2 separate regions of the Mus musculus genome follow, and region 2 is linked to region 1. Evidence: chromatin contacts called from public promoter capture Hi-C data. All regions are on one chromosome and are shown on one strand. The core of a region is the stretch at or near the end of the contact, and the rest is flanking DNA. Distances in the headings are between cores, read along the strand shown.

Region 1 (4,812 bases), core at 985-3,484:
CAAGCCCTCCAACCCCGTTCTACTGTCAAGAGGTTCAAAGTCCTTCTATTTTGTAGTACAACTCCAGCAAGGGTGGTCATGTTTCATCCCAGGGGTCATCTATGACAATGGTGAGGCAGTTATTTAGGTTTTGAAATAGGCTATTTCTGGGAGAGCTGAGTTCAACTTGACAGGATCAAAATAATGTTAGGCACCATAATGACCCTGATCCACGAGGCAGCCTGAATTTCCTCTGTGGCCCTTTTGTCAATAGGGGAAGCAGAGAAAGGGGCTGAGAGTCACAGAGGTGGAGTTAGGGTAGACAGAAATAGAAAGAAGGTTTTGGCATGCGTGGATGGGCAGTCTGTAGACACAGTCTTCTGATTCCTATGATCATAGGTTTCCTAAGCAGAAAACACCAGTGGTAGATGTTGGGGAGGGAATTATGGGTTGTGGGGTGGCAGGATGGGCCTGCAATGTAACAAAGACTGCCATTAAAACAGCAGAGAGGGAAGTCTGAGGAAGAAATGTGTTGTATGGTTGCCACCAGGTCATGAATGTCCTTCCAGGCAATCTCATTCCTTGGTCACAGGTGTCTCCTTCTAGATCTTGCCCTTCCCTTTCAGTCAGGACTAGGTGAAAGATGAGCTATCTGCTTGGTGATCAGTAAGGTGTCAAATTTTTTGTGCTGATATCCAGGTAGGGCATGGTTGATCTTAGGGGAATACACAAATAAAACCACTTTTTGTTGTGAGGAGGGGGTCAGTTTCCTTCCAGAACCTATCTAGGGGGTCCTGTCATCTCACCAACAAGGGGGAGGGGTGTTAATTGTAGTGTATACCAATTAAGAATAATGGGAGGATAGTTTATGTTTTCATATATATTAAGAATGTTTATTGTTGTTAGAGCCATTGACAACTAGACATAAGGGGGTAAGAGGTTGTGTCTTGCCTTGTTAGCTGGGTTTTGAGGGATTGATGTGTCCTTCAATTTTTCCTTGTCCTTGGGGATTATAAGGGACCCCATACAGTGAGCAATTTTCCATGCAGAACAGAATGCTTTAAAATAAATGCTGGTAGAGCCAGGCGTGGTGGCACACGCCTTTAATCTCAGCATTCGAGATGCAGAGGCAGGCAGATTTCTGAGTTCGAGGCCAGCCTGGTCTACAAAGTGAGTTCCAGGACAGCCAGAGCTACACAGAGAAACCTGTCTCAAGAAAACCAATAAATAAATAAATAAATAAATAAATAAATAAATAAATAAATGCTGGTGAAGACAGGGCCATTATTGTAATGAAGAGGGGAGCCATGTTCCAGCCCCAGCAAGCAGCAGAACTCTGTGGCTTGGGTCATGAGACTCTAGCTTTAGAGTCAAGAATAAAATGAACTACTGGGACAACTGATGCTGCTTAGATGGAGCTAAGAAGTTAGTGATAATTAAGAAGAGACCAGCATCACTGAGATAAAATCTTCTGGGAAGTGCTTTCTGAGAGCACAAAGAAGCTGTGTTCCAGAAATAGCCAGGTTTGTACCTCATACTTCAGCTGGACTTGGTAATGTGTGAGAGTCACCCAGGTGGTACTGGTTTTGAAGGTATGAAGCTGAGGTTTGGCACTTTGAGAGGCCAGGGAAGGCCATTAGTGAAGGTGCAGCCTCAGTTGCAACTGACAGCCCAAACTGCAGGAGTCATGCAAAGAAGTTGAGGCTTGTCCCCATGAAGGGAGCTATGAGAGGCTATTGGTGAAACCTAACTGCAGGGGAATACTCCAGCATATTAGAGATGCCAGTACCATGGGATGACCACCAAGAACAGCAGTGACAGTGGAGTGGAGTAAACCAGACCTTGTAATACTACAGAAGGCAGAGCTGGAGAAGTGACCCAAGCCCTTTGGAGGAGCCCAGAAGATCATGTGTGAATCCCAGACATTGGAACAAGAAGCTATAAAATTGAAGTTGCCTTGGAGACCCCAAAATGTTAGAGATGCCAGAGATACTGCCATGCTTTCTGCCATGATGATAGTGGACTCAACCTCAGAACTAGCAAGTCAGCTGAAATTAAATGTTGTCCTTTATAAGAGTTGCCCTGGTCATGGTTGTTGGGGTTCAGGATTTGCCACACAAACCATGCAAACATCAATCTCAGATAAACAAAAATAAATTATTGAGTGCACACCCTAATACTGAGCATTCAGGGACTCTGGCTCAGCCTAGACCTTGGGAGCTGAGCCATGGTAACAAACATCTTTTTCAGTCAGCTTATAAAGGACAAAGCACAAAGCCAGCATGAGCTCACACACAGGTACAATGAGTGCTGCCCAGTGATCAGCTCTGACTGAAGCCATTTTAGAGATAACATTCATATTGACCTTTAACTTGACGGCTCCTACATGAAGCTTTGTGGAATTTGTTAAGATTAACAAACCTCCTCTAGAGCATGCAGAACATAACAGGGGATGTGGTCAGCATGCCCCTGCTCTGAGTCAAGTTATTTTTCCCGTGTCAATGACTGACAGGCACATTACAGCAACCGTATGAAATAGCTGGCGGGCCTGGAAGAAAATGGCAACAGCTATTCTGGGGAGAGGCAAAGTTCAACAATGGTGTCTCGTTGCAGCAGTGGAAACCCAAACTAAGACGCCAGACAAAAGATCCAGAGAGCCAGGGGAGTAAGATAACCTCATACGGTGTCATAAAATAAGTTGAAAGGGCTGTTTTCCTTCTTAAGGGCCATGTAGACAGACAGCACAGATTTCCCTGCATTGGGGGAGTGGCCAGGGAGTCCCCGGAAGTGAAGAGTTGGGGGTTGATCTCCAGGGTGGAAAATATGACTGCAGCCCCCCCCCCATGCCCTCTCCTCCAGGTTTCCCTTCTTGGTGAAGATGGGAGGGGCCTCAGGAATTGGTTCTCATAAAAAGAAGCTGGTTGTGAGGAGCAATGTTAGAAGTGGCAAAGCAGAGGCCAATTTCCCATTGTGATAATGGTTATCTATTTGCCCTGAGAACCCCATTAGGCTGATGGCAAAAGGGGGTGATTTTTTTTTTCTAGTAATCACTGGACATCTGAGAGAGAGAAAAGGGCTTTATGAAAGAGTCTGGTTCCCTGCCTGGTGTTTGTAATTCTTCCTAGCTTTATCATAGAAATCAGGGCATCAACCCTTGTTAGGAGTCTGGGAGCACTGCCAACAGGAGAGTGGAGCCTTTCCAAAACTCTCTGAGGCTGATACAGAGCCCCAGTGAGGGTTGGGAAAGGGTTGAATATGAGGAGCTGGACAGGTTTGTCTGGTGTGTATCAGGCCAGATCAACTCATTGCCAAAGAGCTTGTTTGGCCTCAGAGGTGAGTATTGAAGGGACAGGGGGGCGTGGGGGGGGGGTGATGCTGGTGGTGGTGGTGATGGTGGTGGTGATGGTGGTGGTGAAGAGATTAAAAAGAGGCTGCAGGGTTTTTGTAGGGATAGGCAGCCATGGCCAGAGCCAGTTGAGGTTTCCCAAGAAACTCTAGATCACATTGAGATTTAGCATCTTGGGGAATATTAGATTAGGCTTATGAGGACAGACGGAGGTTAAGGAAATGTCTGTTGCCAAGAAGGAATGAGTCGTACCTTGTTCAGGGCTACTTTTTAATCCTATTTTTGTTAGAGCAGGAATTATTAAATCTTTGAAGTCATGGGGTACCACTTTTTGATCTCCCTAGGTCAAGATATCATCCATGTAGTGGTAGACATTCCTCTTTCTAAATGTGGTTTCAGGGTCACAGCAACCACCTCCTGGCATATAGTGAGGCTGTTGGCCATTCTTAAGGGAGGACTCTCCATCCATATCAGGAGGCTGGCCCAGTGTTGTTAATTTGGGGGACTGAAAAGGTGAAACATTGACAATCATAGGGGTGTAGGGGACAGATTAAAAAAAAAACTTTAATATTTATGACCAATCGTAGAGTATTGGCCAGGATTGCAGAGACAAGAAGGCTCCACTGGCAGGATCACCAGATCTGAATGGTCTTATAGTAGCCACCATCCTCCAGAATTCTTTTCAATTGCATAGATAGGAGAATTCCCTGGGCTGTGGGAGCAGCAGACCCAGTAACTCCAGGGTAACTAGACAGGACCAGATCTAGGGCTTTTAAGATATCTCTCCCCAACAGGTTGGCCAGAATCAGGAGGTACATCCTTCCAGTGTCCCTCCTTTCCACATTTAAAACATTTCCCTTTTTTCTTTTTTAGGGCTACCATAAAGGCCTGGGTGAGGGAAGCAACCTTATGGAAGGCCATCCCAATGTCTTGAGTGGCAACTATCCATTTATCAGACTGCTCGTTTTTCAAACCCTGACATGCTAGCAGGTGTTCTGAGGTCATGCTTTCCCAAATTATGCTTTTAAGGAGTATTTTCTAACCACAGGATCATGGATTTTGCATTCTAGGCTCATTTTTGTTCTAAGAACAAAGTCAGAGAGGGTTTCCTCCAGTATCTGCCAGAGGAAGAAAAGCAAGGAATCCCCATCTTGGGATGGGGCATGCAGTGGGGTGTGGAGGTTCGGTAGCCTGTTGTGCTTCTGTGGAGAAGTTACCTTACCTTGGCCCAAAAGCTCATTGAAGCCCCAAAGGATATTTTGTTGGTTGATTTTGATTTTTCCCCAATCTGTTAGAAGCATTCGTGTCTAGATAAGCCTCTCATTGGTGGTACAAAGGGCTAGGAATGAGACCAGACAGATGTCACACCAGTCCTGTGGTGTATGAAGGATGGCACAAAGGCTCAGGAGAATGGATTTAGTCCAAGGTGCATGAATACCATCCTCTCATACCAATTTTAATTTATTGGTTTTGTAGGCATACTGATC
Region 2 (4,812 bases), core at 1,033-3,532, 270 kb before region 1:
TATGCCCACTTCCTAGGAGTTCCGATCTCATACTGATGGCAGCCACCATTTAATAAGCCAGTCACTAAATCATGCTTGCCCACACTCTAAGATACCCCCGATCGCTCTCATTTTACAGATGAGCATTGCCATACCAGAGAGAACAGGCCTGGTGTTCAGACACATTTGTCTGACCCCAGCACTAGTGCTTTAAGTGCCAAGATGGCCTCCCTAGAAAGAGGCCTGCAGAAGTACCACCCTGTGGGGGATGTGCTAGCCTGTGCAAACTCTCAGGACAGGGCAACCTCTAGAGAGAACAGAACCCAGTTGGAACACAACTTTGCTGAGTGAGGATTCCTAAAATTCCATAGAGTTTTCTCACTGCAGAAAGCAGGCCTCCCGCCTCTGCCCTCTCTCGCCAGGAAAGAGAGCAGACCAGGCATCCTAGATGCCTAAGATGAGTGTCCTGTGGGGACAAGCCACTGCTTAGAGGAAATGGAGGTGACAGGGCTGGAAGTTGATTGAGATTTTGACCAACCTGGGAGCATTTGAAGGATCTAGGAAAATACAGCAGTTGCTGAGTGCTAGCGAAGCCTATACAGCCACTTCAAAAGTCTGCCCACGGCCTAAGGGGCGAGCCGCACAGAACAAGTACCTGAGTTAAGACCCATTTCGCGCTGGGCAGTGGTGGCGCACGCCTTTAATCCCAGCACTTGGGAGGCAGAGGCAGGCGTATTTCTGAGTTCGAAGTCAGCCTGGTCTACAGAGCAAGCTCCAGGATAGCCAGGGATATACAGAGAAACCCTGTCTCAACAAAACAAAACAAAACAAAACAAAACAAAACAAAAGACCCATTTCGGTTCCATCAGGCAGTTTGGGAGGGGCCACAAGGGTTAAACTCCTGGGAGAAGCTGTTTGCTATATGTCCAGAAGAGAAATGTAAACCTTCCTAAAGTTTCTCCGTAATTGGTCTAGCATTTAAGGTTTCTGGAAGTAGCAGATAAGCCATTTTATTTTCGTTTGGCTTTTTATTCTGGAGGACTCTAAGGAGATCATGGGTGGTGAAATGCAGCTTACTGAACTCTCACCCTTACGCTGACCTCTGGGCATGAGATCCTGAAGGGCGGGTACCATCGCCAAGTCCCACAAGGCTCAGAGGCAATAGAAGGGCTGTGGCAGACACAGGCTCTGCAGGGTTGGGACTAACATCTCCAAATCCCAAAAGGCTGAGAAGCAACAGATCAGGGCTGTGGCTGAGACATGGGTTCCAGTAATGTCAGCAGTTGGGAGACCGTGGCCCAGGCATCCCTGAGGACCTCAGTTGTCCCAAACTGCAGAAGGAAGGAAGGGTAAATAAGATGCTATCAAACCCACTGGTATGTGGCATTCAGCCCTCGAAAGCTATTCTTGCTGTGGGGTGGGATAGCAGTACAGTGCTTGGCCAGCATGCATGGATGAGGTCCTAGGTTCAATCCCTGTGGCAGCAGACAGTCAATCACTAAAATTGAGCCTGTGCACAGCCAGCTTTTTCCCATTCCTTGGTCCGGTAGGTGAGCAAAAGGGATCGCCTGTGAAACAATGGCGTTTGGGCCAGATGGTGGCGTTGGGTTGGGTTGGGTTTGGTTACACTGTGGCATCCCGAATCCCAAGTAGACAGTCTTACGCATGCTATGCAGATCTGAAAACCCGAAAGTGCAGAGGCAGGAGGGTCCATGTAAGGCTGCGCCCCAGTCACTGTGAGAGCCCTGGTCTGATGCCAAGTACTGCACTCATTTTATAACTGACGGGGTCTGAGTCCTCCATGCCGAGCTGAGAGAGGATGTTTCATTTTCTCCATTTGTGCCCCCTACCCAAATGTGTTCACTTGCCCAGTGAGCCTGGGCAAATGCCCTCTTTGGACTTGTACACACGTCCCTGCGTCTGTCCACACCCTCCCACACCCCTTACAGTGCTGCCCTCAAGTGCTTTACTCAGTCTCTCACCTGCATTCCTGGGAGGCTCAGCTTCTGGCCCTGCCTCAAATGCTCTCCCCCGCCCTCCCTGTGTGTGTGTGTGTGTGTGTGTGTGTGTGTGTTTATGTGCGTGTGCATGGGCATGGGCATACACAGAGGCACAGCGGTGCTCCCGCCTGCATTGCAGAACGTGGTTGGCCAAGGCATGGACTCAGCACAGGAAAAGATTCTGCCCTTCTTCAAGGAAGGCTGGGAAGGAAAGGCTGAGCCTCACTCAGCTAGGCCGGCCCAGAGGCCAGCCTCTCAGCTCTCTGTAACTGCTGATGGGGATGGATCCTGTGCCCAGCAGGCTCTGAGGGCCAGGCGAGAGCATATGGTTTCCAGTGCTGACACAGCTGTTCAAACAGTAGGTCTGTGATCTCTGGGCCCTTGAAGTGGGCCACTTTGGCTGCACCTTCATTTGGCTCCCAGAACACCTACCAGGCGGTGTTTGGCTGCTGGGTGCTCTTCTGGACAGTCTCCCTGTGTTTCCCTCATCAGAGATGCAGCAGGAAGGCAGCTCTGTGGGAGCTGGGGCCCTGATGGTGGGTCTGGTCTTACTCTCCCCACACAGAGGAGCCCTTATGATTTGGGCAGGCCACCCATTTTTTGTGAGTTTTGCTTTCCCTTTGGAATAGGCATTGTTTGTTTGTTTGTTTGTTTGTTTGTTTCATTTTAATAGATGAAATTTTGTGCTTTTAGAATAAATTTAGATTTACAGAAGAACCAAGCAGGTGCTGCAGAGAATCAGAATAGTTTCCAGTCTTAATGACATCGCACATGAGTGTGATACGTTTACTACCATAGATGAACCAGCATCAGTGCATTCTCCTAAGGTCAGTGCTTCACACAGACTCCTCAGGTTTCCCCAGTGACCCTTTGCATCTCAGGGTCTCTCCAGAATGCCACATTGCATCGCCGTACTGGCCCCCAGGGCACCTCTCAACTGTGACAGCTCCTCAGTCCCATCTTGTTCTTGTTAAACGTGCCAGTTTCAAAGAATACCAGACAAGAATTTTGTATGATGCTCTTCTCTTAGGATTTGCAGGCATCTCTTTTTTTTTAATTAGGTATTTTCCTCATTTACATTTTCAATGCTATCCCAAAAGTCCCCCATACCCTCCCCCCCACGCCCCTACCCACCCACTCCCACTTTTTGGCCCTGGCATTCCCCTGTACTGGGGCATATAAAGTTTGCATGGGCCTCTCTTTCCAGTGATGGCTGACTAGGCCATCTTTTGATACGTATGCAGCTAGAGTCAAGAGCTCCGGGGTACTGGTTAGTTCATAATGTTGTTCCACCTATAGGGTTGCAGATCCCTTTAGCTCCTTGGGTACTTTCTCTAGCTCCTCCATTGGGGGCCCTGTGATCCATTCAATAGCTGACTGTGAGCATCTACTTATGTGTTTGCTAGGCCCCGGCGTAGTCTCACAAGAGATAGCTATATCAGGGTCCTTTCAGCAAAATCTTACTAGTGTGTGTGTGCAATGGTGTCAGCGTTTGGAGGCTGATTATGGGATGGATCCCTGGATATGGCAATCTCTAGATGGTCCATCCTTTTGTCTCAGCTCCAAACTTTGTCTCTGTAACTCCTTCCATGGGTGTTTTGTTCCCAATTCTAAGAAGGGGCAAAGTGTACACACTTTGGTCTTCGTTCTTCTTGAGTTTCATGTGTTTTGCAAATTGTAACTTATATCTTGGGTATTCTAAGTTTCTGGGCTAATATCCACTTATCAGTGAGTACATATCATTTGAGTTCTTTTGTGATTGGGTTACCTCACTCAGGATAATGCCCTCCAGGTCCAACCATTTGCCTAGGAATTTCATAAATTCATTCTTTTTAATAGCTGAGTAGTACTCCATTGTGCAAATATACCACATTTTTTGTATCCATTCCTCTGTTGAGGGGCATCTGGGTTCTTTCCAGCTTCTGGCTATTATAAATAAGGCTGCTATGAACATAGTGGAGCATGTGTCTTTCTTACCGGTTGGAACATCTTCTGGATATATGCCCAGGAGAGGTATTGGGGGATCCTCCGGTAGTACTGTGTCCAATTTTCCGAGGAGCTGCCAGACTGATTTCCAGAGTGGTTGTACAAGCTTGCAATCCCACCAACAATGGAGGAGTGTTCCTCTTTCTCCACATCCTCGCTAGCATCTGCTGTCACCTGAATTTTTGATCTTAGGCAGGCATCTCTTTTAACGTAACATATAGAGATGTCAAGCACAGTGGTGCATGCCTGCAATCCCAGTACTCAGGAAGCTGAGACAGGAGGATTGCTAACAGGCTAACCTGATCTATGTTGCAAGACCTTACCTCAGAAACACCAAATTTAATGATGATGATGATAATAATCATAGTCGTAGTAGTAGGAAGGAGGAGGAGGAGAAAAAGTAGTAGTAGTATAAGAACAAGAACAAGAAGGAGGAGGAGGAAGAGAAGAGGAAGAAGAAGAAGAAGAAGAAGAAGAAGAAGAAGAAGAAGAAGAAGAAGAAGAAGAAGAAGAAGAAAGCATCAGTAGCAGCAGCTGCCTGTAGTTTAAAAGAAAAGAAAGAAAAGAAGAGAAGAGAAGAGAAGAGAAGAGAAGAGAAAGAAAAGAAAAGAAAAGAAAAGAAAAGAAAAGAAAAGAAAAGAAAAGAAAAGAAAAGAAAGACCATGACCAGGAAACTGGTTTGGGCTGGTTTGATGAAGAAAGCAAACCCATCCTTCTCTCCTCATGGCTCTTCTACCAGCCCCACCCCAGCCCCTATCTCTCATCCTGCCCTGCCCCATAGAGGCCCCTCCCGGAGCACTTTAGCATCTATGAGTCATGGCTTCCGCAGCTTCCTTTCTGCTGCAAA

The links. Promoter capture Hi-C pulls out the DNA fragments that hold promoters and counts their contacts.
Region 2: a contact with region 1 is called in a promoter capture Hi-C map of the C10 cell line, with 6 times the contacts expected there. The contact joins two enhancer-like sites. A contact is called at or near these places in 4 of 39 promoter capture datasets (the C10 cell line, hippocampal neurons, liver and 1 more).

The regions. Positions count from the first base shown.
Region 1 is chr1:182,235,948-182,240,759 of GRCm38.p6, reverse strand. No RefSeq gene overlaps it. Among named protein-coding and RNA genes, the nearest start is that of Gm33887, 19 kb to the left of the region's middle. Within about 2 kb of position 2,234, at least 21 of the 459 cell types and tissues checked have an H3K27ac peak or open chromatin away from gene starts, as enhancers often do.
Region 2 is chr1:182,506,786-182,511,597 of GRCm38.p6, reverse strand. The region is part of intron 2 of Capn2 (calpain 2); the gene reads left to right. Among named protein-coding and RNA genes, the nearest start is that of Capn2, 8.4 kb to the left of the region's middle. Within about 2 kb of position 2,282, at least 39 of the 459 cell types and tissues checked have an H3K27ac peak or open chromatin away from gene starts, as enhancers often do.